2 separate regions of the Neogale vison genome follow, and region 2 is linked to region 1. A link is a contact called in public Hi-C data. All regions are on one chromosome and are shown on one strand. Each heading gives the region's core, a stretch centred on a gene start, on an enhancer-like site or on the middle of the called end of the contact. The rest is flanking DNA. Distances are from core to core; before and after follow the strand shown. Region 1 has its middle 110 kb from the start of SPRING1. Region 2 has its middle 140 kb from the start of MED13L.

The links. Hi-C and Micro-C count contacts between places; a contact is called where the count stands out from the background.
Region 2: a Hi-C map of fibroblasts shows a contact between it and region 1, with 4 times the contacts expected there. The contact joins two enhancer-like sites. A contact is called at or near these places in 2 of 3 Hi-C or Micro-C datasets (fibroblasts and muscle).

Annotation. Positions count from the first base shown.
Region 1 is chr3:229,100,484-229,103,809 of ASM_NN_V1, reverse strand. No RefSeq gene overlaps it. Among named protein-coding and RNA genes, the nearest start is that of SPRING1, 110 kb to the right of the region's middle. Within about 2 kb of position 2,074, the one cell type or tissue checked has open chromatin away from gene starts, as enhancers often do. A contact at or near this core is called in fibroblasts, where this site is marked.
Region 2 is chr3:229,204,497-229,207,953 of ASM_NN_V1, reverse strand. No RefSeq gene overlaps it. Among named protein-coding and RNA genes, the nearest start is that of MED13L, 140 kb to the left of the region's middle. Within about 2 kb of position 1,748, the one cell type or tissue checked has open chromatin away from gene starts, as enhancers often do. A contact at or near this core is called in fibroblasts, where this site is marked.

The DNA.
Region 1 (3,326 bases), core at 825-3,324:
GCTAACTCTGGCCAGGGCAGTCCCTACAGAGTGGCCGGGTCTCAAGATATCAAGGTATCAGAATACAGAAAATAAAGGCACAGTTAATATGCAGACTCAGCATGGAGGCTCATGCTGCCCGCCTCCTCACCCCGCTGTCCACAGTCCCCACAGGGACCAAGACCCTGGCTAGGAGGGACTCCCCACCTGGAAGGAGAACACAACAGTTTGGCTTCAGCTACACACGTGGAAAGAGCTTCTTTGCTCTGTGTCACTGAAGACACTGTCTTGCCACAGGCTCATCAATCCTGCCAAGCCTGTGGACAGGAGGGTAAAATGAGGGACAGAAAGGCGCTTCATTTGTGAGACTCATGAGAAGGAAAAAGAGCGTGGGCTGGAATAACCAATTGTTTTTATTTTCTTATAAACTCTGCCCCATTTCCATTCAGAGCTTGTCGAGGGCAGGGGACAGGGGTGGCGTCCTTGATTAAAACAACAAAAATACTGTTTTCAAAAATGTAGCTGGCTGGTGCCCATGTTGTTTTAATTTGCTGGGACCAGATTGTCCAGCCCTCGTGGAGTTGATCCCAGACAGGCTCGTTTGACTTATTCAGAGAAAAACTCTGGTTGCAGCCACATACTGTACCCCTCACCCTGGCCAAATATGTTGCAATCCTCGTTAAAGGTCCCAACAGCTGTTGTCCAGGAATCCTGAGCCCACCTTCTGGATCCATCTCCAGATGGTACTCACATGCCCTCCACATGCCACTGGCCGCAGGAGGAGACTACAGAGATGGTCTAGGCTTAGCCTCAGACTAAAATAAGACAAGGTACAAGCATACTGTAGGTTCTCCATAACTGTCTGCTGAATGAATGAGTGAATAATTGAATAAATGCATGGGTGGATGGACAGATGGACAGATGGACAGATGGGGGGATGGATGGATAGGTGGACAGATGGATGGATGGATGGATGGACGGACGAATGGACAGATGGATGGATGGATGGATGGACAGATGGATGAATGGACAGATGGATGGATGGATGGATAGACGGATGGATGGACAGATGGACAGATGGATGGATGGATGGGTGGGTAGATGGATGGATGGATGGTGGATGGATGGACAGATGGATGGATGGATAGATGGATGGGGGATGGATGGACAGATGGATGGATACTTTTTTGTAGCCATTTATTCATCAATGTTTGGGGCTTTGTACTTGGTTCAAGTTCTATGGGCTGATAAAAAGGGTTTTGTCTCTTCCAATGACGTTTCCATCCCCATATTAACTAGAACAGTTCTCTTCTCTTTAAAGGAGACACCTCCTTCCTCAGAAAACTTTAAAAATGCAACCACCATACAATGTAGCAATCCCACTTCTGGGTATATATCCAAAGGAAATGAAATCACGATGTCGAAGCAGTACCTGCACCTCCATGATCACTGAAACAGTATTCACAATAGCCAAGACCTGGAAACAACTTAAGTGTCCACTGACAGATGAATGGACAAAGAAGATGTGGTATATACACACAATGGAATGTTATTCAACCATAAAAAAAAGAAGGAAATCCTGCCATTTGCAATAACATGAACCTGGAGACCATTATGCTAAAGTGACATAAGCCAGACACAGAAACACAAATACTGCAGAGTATCACTTATATGTGGAATTTTAAAAAGTCGGTCTCGCAGAAGCAGAAGGGAGGACGGTGGTTGCCAGCAGCGGGGAGGACCGGAGAAATGGGGATGTGTTGGTCAAAGAACACAAACTCCCAGCAAGAAGCTGAGCAAGTTCTGGGCATCTAACAGACAGCACGGTGACCGCAGCTAACAATATTATGTTGTATACTTGATACTAAGAGCGTAGAACTTCAGTCTTCTCACCACACATGCAGAAAATCGTAACTATGGAAAATAAAAATAACAGGTCCGCCTCTGTCTCGTTCATTTTAAAATTCTTTTCTCTCACTTCTGACTCAAAACAAGCCCGGTAGCACAGCGAGTACAGGGAGATTGCAAATATAGTCTCTTCTTTGAAAAAGACCACGATCTCGCTCCTCCTCCCACCCAGCGGAAACTGGAGCACAGCTCAAGGAGACCTGCTGTCACAGGATCCTGCTTACGGGCACAAAAGCCGGGAAATTTCAGAGCCAATCTGGGCCAGGGGAGGCGGGAGCTCGTGAGTGGGGCTGAAATGATTCTTCCAGACTGTGGAGAGGAGAACGGTCTGCCTGCCGGCCAGCCTGCCCAGCAGCAAACAGGAAATCCCAGAATTTATAGATGACCCCGTTACAAGGCAAATGTTTTGGAACAAATTGTTCTTCTTTTAAATCCTTGTTTTCCACTAGTTTTTCTTTCTGGGTCCCCCCCCCACCTCCTTTCCACCTTCCCGCTGCCCTTGCTAAACCGGGGCCACAGCGCCACCTGCTGCCCATCGTGGGCAGCGGGGCTCCGCTGGGACCAGTCCTGGGTCCTCTCCCCACGTTCCTGAACTTACAATGGGTGGGAGAGTGGCTTTCTGGCTCCTGCCCCAAGAGTCTGTGCTTAAGATCACGTATCAAGCCGTAAGAGAACCGCTCCTGCGGTTTTCGTGTGGCCTGAAGACTCCCGGCAAACTCTCTCCCCATCGCCGTGCCCTGGGACAGCCATGGCTGCCTGGTGGATAAAGCAAGTCGTGCGACATCACCACCCGAGGCTGGGTCTCCACTCCCCAAAAACCAGCTGTGAAGCTCTAGCTGTGCCAGCCCCACAAGCCTCAGTTTCTTCTGGCCCAACTACAGCTCCTTCGCCAGGTGGTATGGAAAACAAATGAAGCACCCGGCCCACGGAAGATGCTTCGGCAACATTGTCTTCCTTTCTCTCCTCATTGCAATGTCGCTCATTGGGCAGGGGCAGCGTGGCGAATCTTGGAGGCAAAGGGCGGACCTTGGAAAAATGGCCCGCGTCTCTCCTTCCGAAAGTGAGAGCCCCACCAAGGCCACACCCGCACCCAGGAAAAAGCACCCAGGAAAAAACCTCAGCAAAGCCCCTGCTGATGAGCTAAGCGACCTTGAGAGGGCTGCTTCTCCCTCCTCTATCTCTGTTACTCACCTGTCCCTGGAGACAGTAATAGTAACCATGCCCCAGTGGGTTACCAGGAGCACTAAAATGAGGGTACATACAGCATTTAGTAGAGGGATTGCAGCGAGTCCAGTCCCCCACGGTCTAGCCATAATACAATCATTATTATGAGAGGAACACTCTGCCTGACACATAATAAGCTTTTAATAAATACCTGAGGAATCAATGAAAGAGACCACCAGAGAACATAGGTCAGGACACTTCGATTAGTTACTGTC
Region 2 (3,457 bases), core at 499-2,998, 100 kb before region 1:
CCCTGGGGCCTTGGGCCCGTTACTCCACCTCTCTTGGCCTCTATCTCCTTATCTGCAAAATGGGGACCACCACAACTACTAGTTAGGGCTTCCCTGGGTATGAAATGAGCTGAATGTATGGGAAGTCGGAAGCACAGTGCCTAGACGGGTTTCATAAATGTGTCCTTGGGAAAGCAGGAGTGGGGAAGAGTGACTGTCTTGCAGCTGTGCTCAGGGCTTCTGTACATTCTGCTCGTTTTACACTGGGGCTGGGGGCTCAGAAATGCGAAGTGAGCTCCCCCAGGGTCATAGAGCAACTGAGGGGCAGAACTCTGCACCTAACGTCCTGTGTTACCTCTGTGTCTATGTCCCCATTGCTGGGCTGATGATTTGGAGGATCTCATTCTCTTCTAGTTTTTGTTTTTTTGTTTTTTTTTTTAAGATATTATTTATTTATTTGACAGAGAGAGCGATCAAAAGTAGGCAGAGTGGAAGGCAGAGAGAGAGAGTTCAGAAGCAGGCTCCCTGCTGAGCAGAGAGCCCGATGCAGGGCTCAATCCCAGGACCCTGGGATCATGACCTGAACCAAAGGCAGAGGCTTTAACCCAATGAGCCACCCAGGTGCCCCCTCATTCTGTTCAATCTCCAAGATCCCAGTTTCTTCAAGGTCCATCTCCTGAGAGGGGCGGGGATGGCTTGCCTGCCTGTCCATCTGGTCTCCTGGCCAGCCGGCAGTGCCCATAGGCTGCCCTCCCTCCCTTCCTGCGCCCTCTCTCCTCTCCTTTCGGTAGCTTAAGAGCATCACCTGCTTCTTGCACAATGACTCAGCCAGGGAGAGCAGGCTCGGGTCCTACAGGTGTTTCTGCTCCTGGCTAATTTGTTTTCACCAAGTTGCCAGGCTGATAGTTGTGCAAAGCTCCCTGTAAGCTGGAAATGGCTGTTTGCTGGCATTGTGGTGGCAGGGTCCAGAGGTCTTACTAACTCGGATTCAGCAAAAATGGCTCCTCTTTACAAGCCCTCCTAATGAAGTTAGTTGTCAGAAAAAAGAAAGTCAGGAAAACAAAACAAACAAAAAAAAACCACCATAAAATATGTGGGAAGTGACCCCTGTTGGGAACTGAAAACAGTCACAGCTTGGCATGATCTGTCCTTGCTCAGTTCCTGTCATCTGCTCTCACTCTTCACGGCTGACCCCTTCCTTCTCTTCCTTCAGGTCTTGTCTGAAAACATCACCTCCTCAGGGCAGCCCTCCTAGATTTTTCATCTAAGTCGGTACCCTCCCCCACCATTCTTCACATCCTCATTTCCTGCTTGCTTCCTGGAGCACCCTTAATCCAAATTATGATTTTACACATTCCTTTTGACTTACTGGCAGTTTCTGCCAGAGGCAGGGCCCCCGCCTGTGTGCTTTACTCTTCTATAAACCAGCTCTGTCAGCGCCTAGCACGTAGTAGGCACTCAGGGTATTTTGAGAACCTTTCTTGGAGCAGTGAGGGCTGCCCAGGGAAGCTGCTCTTTGGCAGTGAGAACACGCTGAGCCGGAGGGTCCTCTAGCGGGAAGCTGACTTCATTCCTCTGTCCCCATCCTAAACTCGTCCAGAGGCTACCCAGAGGGAACCGTGCATACAACTCTTTTTGCAGCTTTTCAGACTTCCGAACAAGCTGCCTTCCCAAGAAAACACATGACACAGAGGCTTCTTTCTCCCCCTCCTGCTCAGCCAGCCAGTGTCCCAAGGAACAGCTCTTTGTTTACGATAATAAAGCGGGGGCCATGGCAACGCATTGTGATGTCATGGGAGTGTGAGGTCATAAATCCTTCCAGAGGAAGAATGGACGCTGCGGACACAATGGGCCCCGCGCTTCCCCTGGCCTGGCTGGGGCTGCTGCCAGATAAGTTTTTCTTATACCAGGTGGATCATTTCTTTTTCTTTGTTCCTTTCTTCCCCCTCTCCCTCTTAACGCATTTGTGTTCGTCCTTGGAGGAAAAAAAAAGGGGGGGGGGAATTAAAATAAATAAATAAAAAGTTTTAAAAGACTCGGAGTGGAAAGATTTCTCCCAGGAATTTCCTGTTGGCTGATGTCCAGTTCGGGGATGCCAGCAATAACGCGAACAAGGCTTGCTCGTCCCAGACCTGCAGCGAGAGAACCGCCCCAACTTCCCGGTTTCGTGGCTAAAATACGGCAAAGCCTTGGAGAGTTTCTGGGCTCTGGACCACGGGGTTTGGGGGGAAGTAAAGTATTTCTCTTGCTCACTCTCTCCGTCTTGTCTTCTACTCAATCTTTCTTTTGCTCTGTCTTGATCTTTTTCTTTTTGCTGATATCGATCCATCTGGCTCTCAGCCTCTGGTTTCTCCGTGTTTCTCTGCTACTCGGTCTCCTTCCATCTCGGTCTCAATCTCCTAGTCTCAGCCTCTCTGTGTTGTTCTTTCTCGGTGGTTCTCCTCCTGCTGAGAGTGTCTGTCTCTCCCAGTCTCTGTCTCAGTGAGCTTCACGGTTTTTGACTCACTGCCTCTCTTGCTCACTTTCCTCTCTTCCTTCCCCTGGGCTCATGTTACTGAAACGGATCAACATTTCTGACTCAGAAGACTGGGCTTTGTGATCTGCGGGTTGAGTGGCAAGGCACCCATATCTCCAGGCTGGGGGCTCCCAGGGGCAAGAGGCGCATCGGTATGGGGGGCACCCACTCGAGGGACACGTTGGGTCTATGATTCGGGAGCTGGACATGCAGCTGGAGCATTCGGCGCTGTGGGCCACCGTCTGCCGGGGCCCGCAGACATTTGGGTGACCTCCATCCCTCCCCGCCAGCCCCTTCTGTGCCATGGCCCCCCGCCACATAGCTGATCAGCAGAGGAGGATGCCTGTTTGGTTGGAGAGTGAAGGGGGGAGGGGGAATGGGGGAGGTTCTTCCAGACGTGGGCCAGCCCAGGCCCCCATCTGATCCACAGCCTCCTCTGGACAACCCGTACTGTGTTCTGCATCAGCCCCCATTTTTAACCTGAAGCCAGATTTTTCTGACTCAGACTTATTGACATGGGGCTGGATAGTTCTTTGGGTGGGACCTGTCCTGTGCATTGCAGGGTATTGAACAACCCTTGGCCTCGGCCCTCTAGATGCTGCAGGCCCTCTCCCTACAAACTGGGACACCCCAAAATGTCTCCAGACATTGCCCAGTGTTCCCCCGGGGGAATCATCCCTGATGGACAACCACTGGGGCTCTAAACCACCTTGGCTTTTCTTTCTTTTACCCAAATTCCTCCCTCTTATTTTCTCCCTTGTTGAAATCATCCATGGACCCCTATTATTATCATCTCAGCAGACATCTACACGGGACTTTCTATGTGCCAGGGACTAACTTGCCAGCACTTGTGTTGCAGGGCTGTGGCGAAGCTGATGGTGACAAAGCAGCACCCCTTCCCCCAGAGCCAGGGAGTTGTGACCGCTATTATCACTATTGAAGGTGGGGCTCAGTGTCCCCAAG